Linked DNA regions of Zea mays: regions 2, 3 and 4 are each linked to region 1. Evidence: chromatin contacts called from public Hi-C data. All regions are on one chromosome and are shown on one strand. Each heading gives the region's core, a stretch centred on a gene start, on an enhancer-like site or on the middle of the called end of the contact. The rest is flanking DNA. Distances are from core to core; before and after follow the strand shown. Region 1 holds the start of LOC100502211. Region 2 holds the start of LOC103632450 (30S ribosomal protein S10, chloroplastic). Region 3 holds the start of sfp3 (sulfate transporter3). Region 4 holds the start of LOC541959 (serine acetyltransferase 2).

Evidence for each region. Hi-C and Micro-C count contacts between places; a contact is called where the count stands out from the background.
Region 2: a contact with region 1 is called in a Hi-C map of bundle sheath, with 2.7 times the contacts expected there. The contact joins the promoter of LOC103632450 here to the promoter of LOC100502211 in region 1. A contact is called at or near these places in 5 of 25 Hi-C or Micro-C datasets (bundle sheath, ear, leaf and 1 more).
Region 3: a Hi-C map of bundle sheath shows a contact between it and region 1, with 3 times the contacts expected there. The contact joins the promoter of sfp3 here to the promoter of LOC100502211 in region 1. A contact is called at or near these places in 4 of 25 Hi-C or Micro-C datasets (bundle sheath, ear, leaf mesophyll and 1 more).
Region 4: a contact with region 1 is called in a Hi-C map of ear, with 6 times the contacts expected there. The contact joins the promoter of LOC541959 here to the promoter of LOC100502211 in region 1. A contact is called at or near these places in 6 of 25 Hi-C or Micro-C datasets (bundle sheath, ear, endosperm and 2 more).

The regions. Positions count from the first base shown.
Region 1 is chr1:24,452,977-24,456,513 of Zm-B73-REFERENCE-NAM-5.0, forward strand. It overlaps LOC100502211, which reads left to right and starts at 1,692. Exons shown (of 1, transcript NM_001196688.1): 1 at 1,692-2,474. The coding sequence starts at 1,845. The coding sequence ends at 2,300.
Region 2 is chr1:24,108,721-24,112,257 of Zm-B73-REFERENCE-NAM-5.0, forward strand. LOC103632450 (30S ribosomal protein S10, chloroplastic) reads left to right here and starts at 1,893. Exons shown (of 3, transcript XM_008654259.2): 1 at 1,893-2,196; 2 at 2,381-2,437. The coding sequence starts at 2,011. It also overlaps the pseudogene LOC118473496 and the pseudogene LOC103632438.
Region 3 is chr1:24,726,939-24,730,475 of Zm-B73-REFERENCE-NAM-5.0, forward strand. It overlaps sfp3 (sulfate transporter3), which reads left to right and starts at 1,793. Exons shown (of 12, transcript NM_001309873.1): 1 at 1,793-2,526; 2 at 2,947-2,995; 3 at 3,140-3,347; 4 at 3,494-3,537. The coding sequence starts at 2,065.
Region 4 is chr1:24,196,851-24,200,387 of Zm-B73-REFERENCE-NAM-5.0, forward strand. It overlaps LOC541959 (serine acetyltransferase 2), which reads left to right and starts at 1,796. Exons shown (of 1, transcript NM_001111613.2): 1 at 1,796-3,060. The coding sequence starts at 1,891. The coding sequence ends at 2,835.

The DNA of each region.
Region 1 (3,537 bases), core at 442-2,941:
AGCAGATATAGGCATTTTTAGGAAATTAGCTAATAGTTAGCTAGTTATGTATCGTTAACTAATTTCACTATCAATTTTTATATCAATTAACTATTAGCTCTAGTGCATTTAAAAGCCAACTACTTTTTTTTTTTTTTTTGCAGTAGAGAAACTAAACCGTGAGGCCGCCGGGCTTGCTTGATATGCATGCTTGTTGGCTTGTTGCGGGTAGCTAGCTAGCACAGCTGGGGTAGAGATCATGCACAGAGTCCGGTAGTGTTTGTTTTTTCCCCCTATGGCAAAACCCATATGATGACGACCATGATGATTTAGCCTAGCTAGGACACTTTGCATGCATACTTTACGTCATTTTTAAAACACCGTAGCACGTATAAATATATAATCATTAGCTTATTAAACTTAGAAAACTACAGAAAGCCAATAAAATCAGGCTTACTGTATAAACTCATATTTTCCGAGCTTCTGACTTTAAACAAAAAGCTACCTGTTTGTTTCAGCTTCTGCCGTTTTAGATCGAGAAGCTCTCAAACAAACATGGCCTAAAACCAGTCGGTTTTGGCAGTAGAGGAATTAAACCGTGCATGAGGCGGCCGGGCTTGGTTGCTTATGCATGCTTGTTACAGCTAGCACAGCTGAGCTGGGGTAGAGAAGAGAGATTATATCATGCATAGAGTCCGGTAGTGTTTGTTTTTTTCGCCCTCTGGCAAACATATGACGATAATGATGATGATTTGGGCCTAGCTATAGGATTCTTGCATGCATATTTGACCTCATTTTTAAAACACCGTACCATGTATAGAATATGTAATGAGGTTAATTAAACCTAACCCACCGGAAAGCCTCAACTTGCTCCAATAACAGTCCAACTGTTCCAGGTAAAAAAAATAAAAACAGAATCCATGAGTCAGAGAGCCGGTAATGTTGTTTAAGGCAATCTTAACGCTTCATCTGGCTGGTCGGCTGGTCGAAGCACTAACCCATGCTTCGCCCGGACACTAGAAGCCCTGCAACCAAACAACAGAAAGCATCAAAGCGACTCGATCTCACCCCCTACTACACAGTACACACGCGCCGCACCAAAACCTCCCAGGGGGAGCGGGGGTTAAACAAAGAAGCGGAGTTGGAACGGTTCACCGCCTTGCATTGGGGGTGCTCCTGTCCCGATCCATGACATCAAACAAAGGCAGGGATAAAGATTGAGGAACAAGGAGGGCGGGGACGACAAGGAGAGAGGCAGCAGCAAATAAAAAGAAAAAGGCCCCCACCACCGGCTTCCATGGCAAGGGTTAGATGACAAACGCCATCGCAAAATCCTATATGGCCATATTCCCGCGCGCGATCTCGCGCCAAGCGCTAGCCTCCACGCTGGTTTTGTACTACCTCCCCGCCCTCTACCCAGTACTACCTTTTAAAAGTGGCGCCTCAGCCTTCACATCCAATCACCAAACCCTCCCCCGGCCCCACCATACCCCGCCAGGCCATTTCCCCCTTGGACTTTCCATGCCTCACCCTGATTCCCTTTCCTTCTCCACTGCAAATTGCTACTCCTCTGTATTGGAATCCATTGGAGTTGGGCACAGAAACACATGCAATCAGTGTGTGAGTGCGTGAGCGCAGCAACCAGCAAGAGGACACCACGCCCTTCCCCCCCTTATATATACCCCATATATCTCAGCTCAGCCACCTCGACCGGCTGCAGCTACCTGCTTGCTTGCTAGCTAGCTCCAAACAGACCGATAGATACAACCCCCGGCCCTTCACATCATCAGTCCACACACCCAACCCAACAAGCGAGTCACGACTGAAGCTGCAGCCTAATAGCTAGCCGCTAGCCTAGCAGTCCAATGAGAAGGCACGGCGCCAGCGAGGCCTCCCCTTCCATCATCCACACGTCCTCCATAGCTCTCCTCCAGGAGAGGTTCAGAAACCTGCAGAAGGTGAAGGAGATGAGGGAAGGCAGGGAGCTGCAGAGGGTGCACGCTGCTGATACTACTACTACCACCACCAACCGCACCGCTTCGTCGCCGTCGTCCTCGTCGTCCCTGTCGTCGGCTCTCAGCCTCGGCCTCCAACAGGCCGCCAACGCCAACGACCACCCGAGGTGGTTCTTGCACCCGGACTTGATCCGGCCGTCCAGGCCGCTGCGCGGACACGCGTGCCACGGCCTCGGCGCCACCGGTGGTGGTGTCGTCGTCCAGACGACGTCGCCGCCGCCACTACCGCCGAGCTCATCGTGGGGAGGAGCGCAGAATTCGGGCTATAGGACTGATATAGATGTCGATACCTCGCTCCATCTGTAATCTCTTCTATAATAAGCACGTATGGCCGTGCTGTTCTTTCGTTGCTTTTTTTTTTGGTATGGCTTGTCAGTTTCCCGGCCTTATTTGCAGCTAGCTAGCACTACGTACTTCTTCTGTCGTCTCGCGGCCTGCCTTGTAACTGCTTGGGTACTTTTACTATATATGAGGCTTCCTAGATCGATGATATAAATCCGCATCGTATCTCAAAGGTATTATTTACAACTTAAGTAACTAACAGACTTAATTACACGAAGTAGAGAAAAAAAGGATATTGGTAGATCACTCATCATCAACAAGTGCACTAGTCGCAAAAGTGAAAAATAACATCGACGGTACTATAGCGTCCACTACTTTGAAGGCTATATACTATCTATGCATTTCGACAATAATGCTAGCTAACAATATGTGGAGTGCTACCAGTTGTTCAGTCAACCACGAAAACGTGTACCACGTAGTACAATCCTTTGCGGTTTACATATTTTAATTTGATGGGAACATGATTATTATATCCCAAAATTTCCGATCACCACGACGACAGCATTGTAATTCCAAATGTTATCTTGTAATATATATAACTAGCTGGACTACTGATGGGCAAATAAATTTTGATTCAGCTTAAAATATACCGCGATGCATGCTTTAGTTAGTTAATCTCACGTCCATGCATGCCAAGAGGAGAAACATCACATGGGTTTACTAGAACTGGCATGCCAATGCCACCTCTCCATCATGCAGTGCAGGAACTGAGGTAGATCACGGACAGTACGTGAGCCACACCAGTTCGGCGCAGTCCACTCCATTTAATAGGGTGTGTGCCCACATCAGAAATACGTGCTCTGAACAGCGGGAAAAGATCAAAGGTTTAATGCAACGTGTGATCAGGGAAACACAGGTCACGGATAGTGCATGAGCCGACACGGATGGTGCATGAGCCGCCAGTTCTACTGGCCATGTATTTGATATTCTGTGCCAACTGCATGACTGCAAGCTGCCACATGTGTACGGTAACACAGAGTTCATCAACAATTTAATATTCGTCGTCCCGAAAAGAACGCAAGTAGATGCATCCTACGTACGACCATTATTTCAGAGCATGAAGTCCCTCAAATCAAGTAGCCCTCTTCTTTTTTTCGTGTCCTTTTTACAGGCTCAGATTGGCCGAAAGAAAATGCAATTATTGATAACTAGCTAGGCTCGAGAACGGCACTATGCGTTGTGTGCCTTCATCAGGAAACCC
Region 2 (3,537 bases), core at 643-3,142, 340 kb before region 1:
CGTAACACAAAGGCGGCCACGCGAGGCCCGTTACAATGGGCCAGATCACACGTGGGCCTTAGAGCAGGACGAAGCCGTGCTGCGGGGAGACGTCACCGCAGGCCTTCGTCTGGTGCTGAATGAAGCGAAGGGTGTCCCTGCCCGTTTTGTCTTCGTCAAACCAGCGACTGCAGCGAAAGGCGACGAGCGAAGGGTGGCGTCTTTGCCTTCGCCCCAACACACCCCCCATCGATTTTTCCTCGGAATGGAATCATGAAAAATTCCAACGAAAACATTTATGGCCTGTTTCGATGACTATGTATTCACCTTTATCCATATTTATTAGAGTATATGTGTGCTGGACATGATGTTGTGATTCCCATTAACATTGATGGAAGAAAAAAAATCTAGTTACCTCACTATACGCAGACTGACGTTGTAGCTAATACTTATTAGGGTATCTTTAACCCCGTTGGGAATACCTGAATTCACCCCAAACGATTTTAAAGATGCTTTGTTGCCAGCCAATGAACCGAATGATCGTCAGCTCGGTTATGTTCGGTCTTTGTTACGCAAACACTTTGTGTGGAATGTATTTTCATTTAATGCTATATTGGTTGATTAGAACTGAGTCATCTTCTCTCTGCTACATAGCCAACAAATCTATTTGCTAACAATCTTCCTCAGAAAAAAATAGCAGGAAAGGAAAGAACTTTAAAAGTACCTGGCAAATATCTGAAACTTGGTATACTATTCATGTCACACTAATTTTATCAATCACAACCAATTCACCTTCTGTCTTCTATGTGAACAGGAAATCTCTACACCTAGCAATCTTCCTCAAAAGAGATAGGAAAATGCATCAAAATGCTTGGCGAATCTCTGAAACTGAGTCAACCACTTAACAGCAACTCAATAGCTATTCATATGCCCCGATTTTTGCAGCTTGCTCTAGGTGAATAAATTTGCTCAGGTGTCAGATGATCTGAACTTACTGTAGCATTATGCAGAAAACCAATCTCCGTTTTTGAAATATTGTATGTCGACTCTTAAGGAACTTGCAGCTCATATTGGTGAGGTGGTTGTTAATAAGTGCTTATCTGCTGCTGCTAAATCTGGCATGTTTGTCAGCTTGAGGACAAGCGCAAAACTCTGGCAGAGATCTGTAAGGTTACTGCTCTCACAGAAGTCACCAAATTCCCCTTTCTCAACCTCTCCTAAATCTGATCGGGACAAGACGAACGTTCATGGATTCAACCTTAATGAGGCATCACGTGCTATGAATTCTGATAGAACAGTCATCACAGCGAAACCAACTTTTGGTGATCGATTGTCGAACAAATCAAATACAGTTCCATCTCCCAGCACCAGCAGGCAGCTTAACCAGGGGGGGGGGGGGGGGGGGGGGGGGGGGGGGGGGGGGGGGCTGCTACTGCAACCGTTCCATCATATTCAAGGCTTCGTGGGCAGCAGTCGGGCTTAGATCTTGTAGCTGCTCTCAAGGGGATTGGGAAAAAGGAGTGCTGGGGATTGTGGTGATGGCCGGGATAAAGAAGGGAAGTGAATAGCTGGTGCTCTGTAGATGTATGTCTGTAGTAGAGTTAGTTTGGCCACCTCTATGGCTCATCATTCTGTATTTCTTTTGCCTCGTGCCAGGAGCTGTGAATGTAGCTTCTCCTATTTGAGCGCTGGTATGGACAGTCTATCCAGGCAAGAAGAAGGTAACTGATTGTTCCTTGAAACGATCAAGTTTATGCCAGCCAGATCGACACTTTTAGCTGAGGTCACAGTAATATCCAATTCCACGATCTTCCTTTCCGAACAAATCATTCATGATCTTCTTCGAAAGTAATGCTAGAGGAGACAGAACTCGCCCATGTTTGCCACCAGACACCTCGCTTTGAAAGTAACAAAGCTGGAGGGGCTCGAGCGCAAATGCCCCTGGAACCGGATAACACACCGCGATAGCGAAGCAGAGGTCTTCCAAAACCCAACGCGGCAAACGGCTTCCTCACCCCCCCTCCCCTCGCCATGGCCGTCCCCACCTCCACCTCCTCCCCGCTCCCCCTCCTCTTCCTCCATCGCTGCACCGCAAACTCTAGCCCCTCGGTTCTCTCCTTCCCGTCCTCCCTCCGCGGCGCGTCCCTCCGCTCCCGGGCCGCGGCCGCACCGCCCGCAGAGACCCTCTCTGACGACGGCATCCCCGACGCGCCACCGGTACGTGACTGAACTGATATTGCCGTGTCTTTTCGCACACGCAGAGTCCAAAACCTGCGAATTTCATGATGGCGTGTACCGCTTGGTTATGGGGGTTACAATTACATGGCGACATTGGTTCAGTTGGCACACTCGTTAGACCTTGTTCATTCGGTGACTAAAATTGTTAACCTCGCGCTTTCAGGAAGGGGCAGGAACGGGAATTCCGTTGCCATCGTCGATTGGGGATGATGGGGAGCAGGTACCTTCCATAGCAGTTAAAAATTTCCCAGATTATTATGTTACCGAATCTTTTGTTCTGATATTGTTGCTTCCTTGATCGAATGAACTGTGAAAAGTTATAACCATAAACCATACAACATGTTTCTCTTTTATTGCTGCATAGCAGTGCACATTTTACTTGTGATTGTTTAATCACAATAAATGGAGAGCACGATGTGCTCTGGGTATTTGTGTAAATGGCATTTAGAAATCGTTCAGGACGCAATGCAATGATGCTAGACAATATCAGTCAGCACATTCGTTTAAGCCGTTAATCTTAGTGTAAACTGTTCTTAACGTGAGTGTGACTTGGACTTCAAAAATGTATGTTTTTGTAGAAGTCCATATCACGTTAGACAGTTTAGCATCCTTAATGCTTAAGCCATGCATAGTTACCAGCACATGATTGAAGAGACTATGTGGGAAATTCATTTCGTTTGTCCTTTAAATCATTCCTATCAGACTAGAATGAGGATATCTGAGGGTCTATGGTGGTTTAGCTTTCCAGATTCTACTTAGCAGTTGAAAGCTTGCTGGATCAAACTTTCAAAGTTTTCTGCCTATTAATGCTCTGTTCCTCCTTGGAATTATTTGACGTACTTGAAAAATGGTGGACGGCGTGGGAGAGGGGGAGGGGCAGCATAGGGAGAGGGAGGGAGGGAGCAATAACTCTATTCTTGCTTAGACTGAAATAGTTATTTGCCCCTATATTTAATTATTTATAGTTCCTATAGGACTTGTATCCCAAGCATCATTCTTATAGATTTGTAATCTTGTTTCCTAACAAACCAATCTTCTTTCTTAAACAAACTCTATCATTATTTTCTAAACAAGCTATATTTTATTTATTCCAAGCTTATTGAAGATTACCTTTGAGTTTCCATCTATTCCGGATTCTCCAGTGCGGGAGGGATTCTAGGGGCAGTAGAGGCCGCGGCTCATCAGGGCCTGGTGTTGGGCCTCAGTTGGGCCACTAGGCCCGACATGGTGGCCCATATTTAGGCCTGTGAGGCTGTGACATACTGACTCATGACTGAAGCCTAGTATCATTTGGCCATCGAAAGAAAGCAAAAAAAAAAA
Region 3 (3,537 bases), core at 543-3,042, 270 kb after region 1:
ATTTATACCTTTGTCTTGGCAGAAAACAATAATTTTAGCGTAATGTATCAGCAGCTACAGGATTACGTGAACAGTGCAGGGGTACTGTTTATCTATTTATAGGCACAGGGCGTAACCTGTGTAAAATTACATTTATGCCCCTTACAATCGACTATAATAATGACACAAAACATTGCGGGTCTTTTAAGTCATTTGATTTTTGAGTCGGTTCACCCCTTCGTCTTGAGATTTGTCACCGTGCCGAAGCTTTATAGGTGATAGCTTCGGCTCTGCTTCTGATAGGATCTGCCGAAGGTGTTCTCTTTTTTAGGAACTTCGGCTATGAAGCATACCCCCAATAGGTTCTATATTTCCTTGCGTTTCGTGGAGATAATGCCGATAGCTCGTATTAAGAGGTTGGAAGAAAGTAGGATGATATAGTTATCAGTGGGAGATGACATGTATATAGGTTGTATGTTGAGATAGAATTTGCAATGACGATTAGCTTTATAAGAGATATAGATATACATAATTATGTCCAAATTTTTAGAGACATGCTCTTATCTGCTTTTGGTATTATCTGTCCCATGTTATTTTATTCCAAATGGTTCGGTATCATTTATTTTTCACTCCAACTCGGTCCCATTCATATATATATAATAATAGTAGTACTCTATCGGTTCTAAGATACATTACTTCACTACTTTCTCTATCTCAAAACAATTCTCGCTATGGTATTCGTGTCGGCCAACTTTCTTTAAGTGTGACTAAATTTATAAAAATATTAATAATATCTCTAATAAGTCTCGTGATTGTATAATCGAAATATGTTTAGCGATACTATATTAATATTTCCTTATATATTTAGTTAAAGACAAAAGATGATGCTTTTTCAGAAAAGGAGAACGATGCTTACGGTAAGTTTGGTTTATGCCCCGTTTGTTTCCTTTTATTTTCAGGAATTGGAATCTTACTAATGGAATAGACTATTTTTTTAGGATGTGACATTCTACCACTTTCTAAAGTTATCATATAAGTCTATCTCAAATTTATGGGATGAGAAATGAAAATTGATTCTATAAATTTGCATACTATTTTTCCGATGTACAACTTATAGCACACTCTTCTACTTGCTTCGCTATAACATAAAGTAGTATATAACTATCTCTCTTATATGATTTAGGATAATATATAAATATATTACATATATAAATATATGAATTTAATTAGTTTTGTGTAAATTATAATTATTAAAATGGAATTGAATTCCAACGAAACAAACGAGGCCTTAGCTTTTTCCGACGAGCAATCGCAATTCTAAGAACCTAGATTTCTAGAGAATTCAGCAATGGAGAAAATCCAAATATTGTGAGCCTTACGTGCGAAGAAAGATCTGAATAGGGTTTAATTAGATCTAGGAAGTGATGGATTTGATGTTCACATTAATCTAGACGATTTTCATGAAAGCAATTTTCACAGAAGCGGGTTAAGTAGCGAAGCGTTTACCTAGAAGCTGATTTTGACGGACAGAATCTGATTTTAATATGAAACAAACGCCCCTTAGTTTGATACAGACGGAGAAGAGGGTATGAAAAATTGAACGGAGGAAGTACTGTTAATACATTTGCAGCATCACATTCAATTAATCATCGCAGGCGGCAGGCGAAGAAAAAGTGCAAAAGGCACTCCGCGAAACGCCTCCCACTCCGGTGAGCAACAGATGACTGATGATGCATGTGGCCTTCTTTGTGGCATGGTCCATAGCAATCCACTACCAGTCTACCACACCCGGCCAGGCAGCCCATATATAGCAGCATGTCAAATTTGCTCCGGCGTCCACACCACGCCCCTGCAAGTGATCGAGCATTTCCTCCCCCGGCCGGGACGGGGCTCATCCACGCTCGGGGACGGGATGGATGTCTTCTTCCTCTAACCGTACCCACGGCCTCTTGCCAGAGAATCATCCCATATCTTCGTCCCGTCCGTCCATATGCATGATCCATCGTCTCCTAGGCTAGGGCCGGTGATGTTTACACGAGAGGAGGGGGAGAGGAATTCTAGCCAGCTGCGCATGTGATCGTTGTCATGCCAACCGTACCGCAAGATTCTCCGTCCAGCCGCCAGAACCAAGAAACCCTTTTAAAGCCAAGGGAGCTCCAGCTCCCGAGTTTCCCCAAACACTTCATCCAGGCTCCAGCCATGGAGGCCTCGGCAGCGGTCGAGTCGTCGGCCGCCGTGTCTGTCTTCGAGGTAGTATCCAGCAAGCAGCGGCGGCCGCCGGACACGGCGAAGCTGGTGCTGAATAGCCCCAGCCCGCCGAGCCTGCGGGAGGAGCTCGTCGGCGTGGTCGGCAAGGCGTTCCGGCCGCGCGCCCACGCCGGGGCCGCTGCTGGCGCCGGTGGCCGCCCGCCGCCGCGCCGCGCGTGGGTCCTCACGGCGCTGCAGTGCGTGTTCCCGGTGCTGCAGTGGGGGAGGAGCTACACCCTCGAGTCCTTCAGGAGTGACGTCATGGCCGGCCTCACTCTTGCCAGCCTTGGCATCCCTCAGGTATGTATTGTAGGCGGTCATGTCATGTTCACACGCTTGCTTGCTCAATTCACGCGTCAGGTTTAATTTTAGCTCTGGTTGCTCTCAGAAACTTTACTACACACGTCTTCGCTTGCTGAATAGTGATCTCAGCAAGAAATAACAACCAACAAGCTAGAATTGAATTCAACACGTCTTCAGGTGAAAACTGACAAGTGTGTTTCTTGCACTAAATCTCTAAAGCAATGAACCCTGAGACAAAACATCAGTTATACTACTAGTGAGGAAGCCACCATATATCTACTTGAAAGACCATACATATGTAGATTTTGCCTTGAAATTTTCTGATGTGGATGTGGATCGAGTTTTTTTTTCTCTCTCTCGCTCGTCCTTGTCTAACCCGTGACTCCTTTGGATTGGTTGTCGGACATGATATTGTAGAGCATTGGATACGCCAATCTAGCCAAGCTGGACCCTCAGTACGGTCTTTGTAAGTATCAGTCACAATAAGCCTATCTCTAAGCTAGATTGATTATTCAAAACAATTTACCGTTTCTTTCTCTAGACGACCACTCATTTGTTTTGTACTACGACTACCTCTCTTTTTTTTTCTCTCCCTGGTGGTGGTGAAAAGACACGAGCGTCGTGCCACCGCTGATCTACGCTGTGATGGGGACATCGAGGGAGATCGCCATCGGGCCAGTCGCCGTCGTCTCGCTGCTGCTGTCCTCGATGATCCAGAAGGTCGTCGACCCGGCCGCCGACCCGGCGACCTACAGGTCGCTCGTCTTCACGGTGACTTTCCTCGCCGGGGTCTTCCAGGTCTCCTTCGGCCTCTTCAGGTACGTGCGGTCTGCTTGATTAGCAGGCGTGTGTTCCTGCGGATGAAGCACGTACTCTGCTCCCACACGTGTCGTCGAGATTGGTGTACGTACGTATGGTCTTGTTTCTTACCTATACATGTTGTCGGTTCGTCACGTCGTCCCAGGCTGGGGTTTCTCGTGGATTTCCTGTCGCACGCTGCCATCGTGG
Region 4 (3,537 bases), core at 546-3,045, 260 kb before region 1:
CAACTGCGCCGAAATGTAAAAATGTGGGGCAATTCTACAGTACCGAAAACCGCCTTCGTTTCATGGATAACGCCCCCCGCGCGCGGCGTTGCCTCCTTTTCTGGTTGCTTTCGGGAAACATTTTCTCGTCGTGGCAGGGCAGGGCAGGGCAGGGCGGCAGGCGACGGCGCGAGGCTGTGCTGTGCTGCTCCGTTGCCTTGCCCCGGACGGATGTAATCAGAAGATATTCGTCAGGCATATGCTCACTGCTCTGGCTTTTTACATCTTGCTGATCGTGAAAGATTACGGCACAATGCTTCCTGGTTTGTGCTAACCCTCTGCTAGCCCCAGATAGGAACTGCTGGTGTCTGGTTGCTATGGTCCACCACGTTGCTCAACGGTCTCAGCATGTAACCACGTAGAGTGTCAAAACGCAAACGCTATGTGCTGGCGCTGGCCCACACATGAGGGTTGACGCACACGGTACAGTCAGCAAAGCAGCTACTAGTAGCTTTGCCACGAAAGAACACAGATGTGCAGGGCAAATTAATAAATGATACATTTCTGTATTTTTTTTATATAAGGGAAACATGAGTTCCTGTTTTAGCATGGTAATACATGCGTACACGCAACACAAGACAACTATTACATCCGAAAGAAACGTTGCTTGGATAATGAAACTAACTCAAAGAAGCAAAAAAATGACGAGAATGTGAATCACTCTAGTCATCATCAATTCTTGCATTTAAGCGTCATCCATGATTTGCAAAGACTTCTATCACCACGGCTTTCAACGCTTGACAAACATCAAGGATTTGTTGTTGTGATTCCGTCTTTTGTAGGAGTAATATTTTTTTTGTATCCTGGACCCCTATTGCTTCCCCAAAACCCGATTATATGATTAATGCCAACATGCTTGTCTATTTTTAAGGCAAAGTAAATTATTCTCCATATGTTTCTGACCATATAGCAGTCAAAAAAGAGATGGTGAATACACTCATTACAATTGCAAAAGCTATAAGTCAAGCTACCTTTCCAACGTCTTTTGGCTACATTATCTTTAGTAAGGATAGGTACTCGACCTAAATTCCAAAAAAAAGCCTTTTATTTTCAAGGGGAGCTTAAAGATGTGTTTTGTTTGGCTTTTAGCTTTTGCTTTGGCTAGCCAAACCAAAGGTCTAGATTCAGGAAGCAGCTTTTTCTAAATGCCGACTTTCTCGCAGTGCAAAACTGAAAGCATCCCTGAACCTGCTTTTAGTGGCTTTTGGATGAACTGTGAAAACATATATCGAAGAACTTTTAACGGCTTTTAGTGGTTTCCACCAAACGATTTTTAGCTTTTTAACAGCTCACACCCCACAACAGATTTTTCCACGGCTCACAGCCTACAGCAACTTTTTTTCACGGTCACAGTCCAACCAAACAAACCCTAAGTTTCTAGAGCTTCTTGTTCCGTCCGTTATTGGGATTGTTCGTAACTTTAGTTTCATTATCTGTATCTGGCACCCAAAAATAACTTTAGTTTTATTATCTGGCATCATTATAAATCTTTTGGATGTTAAATAAGAAAGATTTGAAGGTTGGATGCTAAATTGAAAAAGAGCAAATTTTTTTGTTTGTTTGTCGAATAAGAAATTCTATATGAGCAGATGGTTGCCCCACGTATACATTTTTTTTGTCACGCTTCACGCACCTGTAACCCAGACGCAGTCTGCTTCCTCGAAACTTCGCCTTCTCGGTTGCCTGCCTCCGCCGCCGCAGGCAGACACGTATATATAGGAGCGCAAACACCTTGCCCTGTCTAAGCGGCCACAACCTCCCAGCCGTCGCTAGTCGCTCGCTCCATCACCGATAACCAAGATCCCAAGACCTCCTCCAGCCTCCTCTGCTCTCGCGCCGGCACCCGCACGCATGGCTGCCTGTGTCGACAAGTGGCACCCCACGCACGCCGGCCGCCTCACCGGCGCCATCTACCGCTACTTGCCGGACGGCGCCACGGACCGCGCGGTGGCCGCCGCCGCCGCCGCGCCGGCGTCCGCGAGCGGCGGCGACGACGACGACGTCTGGGACGAGCTGCGCGCGGAGGCGCAGGCCGACGCGGACGCCGAGCCTCTGCTCCGCAAGTACTACGCCGACCTCGTCCTGTCGCGCCCGTCGCTGGAGGCCGCCCTCGCCGCGCACCTGTCGGCCAAGCTCTGCGTCCCCGGCGCGCTGCCGCAGGACGCGCTCCGGGACCTCCTGGCCGCCGCACTGGCCGCGCGCCCGGAGTCCGGCCGCGCCGCGCGCGCCGACCTCCGCGCGGCGCGCGACCGCGACGCGGCCTGCGGCCGGATGGTGCACTGCTTCCTCTACTACAAGGGCTTCCTCGCCCTGCAGGCGCACCGCGCCGCGCACGGGCTGTGGTGCGAGGGCCGCTCCGCGCCGGCCTTCCTCCTCCAGAGCCGCGCGTCCGAGGTGTTCGGCGTCGACATCCACCCCGGCGCGCGCATTGGCTCGGGGATCCTGTTCGACCACGCCACGGGCATCGTCATCGGCGAGACGGCCGTCGTTGGGAACGACGTCTCCATCCTGCACGGCGTCACCCTCGGCGGCACGGGAAAGGAGTCCGGCGACCGGCACCCGAAGGTCGGGGACGGGGTGCTGATCGGCGCCGGCGCCAGCGTGCTCGGCAATGTGCGCGTTGGAGCCGGGGCGAAGATTGGAGCAGGGGCGGTCGTGCTACGGGACGTGCCGGAGGGGACCACGGCCGTCGGGAACCCCGCCAAGGCGGTCGGGAAGAAGGCGGCGCCGCAGCGGCGGCCGGAAGAGCAGCCTGGGGTCACCATGGAGCAAGGGTGGTCGGACTACGTGATTTGATAACTTCCAGAGGGTCTGTTTGCAAATATTTAGTGCAGGAGAGTTTCCCTCCCAGAAGATATTTAGTCAAGTCGTTATTGAGAGATAGGTGCATTGCCGTTGCTGCATTGCATAAAGAGGGAGCTCAATTAGGCATTGAGCCCTAGAGCAACTCCATATTTTTCTTTGTTTTGCGTGAGGGGAATAACAATACTATATGCATCTGATAAGTTATCGGTTGCTTGTACATATACTTTCAAGCTATAAATTATTGTGTCCGCATGTTTCGTTTCTTCTCCTAAGGGCTAGTTTGGCAAACCGCATTTTTCTATGGGATTTTTAATTTTTCAAGGGAAAATAAACTAATTTCCCTTGAGAAAAGAAAAAAACCATTGAAAAAATGTGGTTTCCAAACTCCCTAAACTTATAAAACCCCAAGCAGGACATAAATGAGATGTTCGCTTTGAAGAATCACTAAATTCTAAATAAAGTGATGCATCATAGATCCATTCTTCAAATTTAGTGAGATGACCAGATGACCACATTCCTCATATTAGTACTAACTAAATGAGGAATGATTTGGTGATGGATCAACTCATTTCATTTCGCAAACCAAAAAAGAGTAAGAAGATGATAGACTAGCTCATTCTTTAAACCAAACACTCTAGAAGTCTATCCTGCAGGAGACTTTATAATTATACAGTACTCCACTATCCATGTACA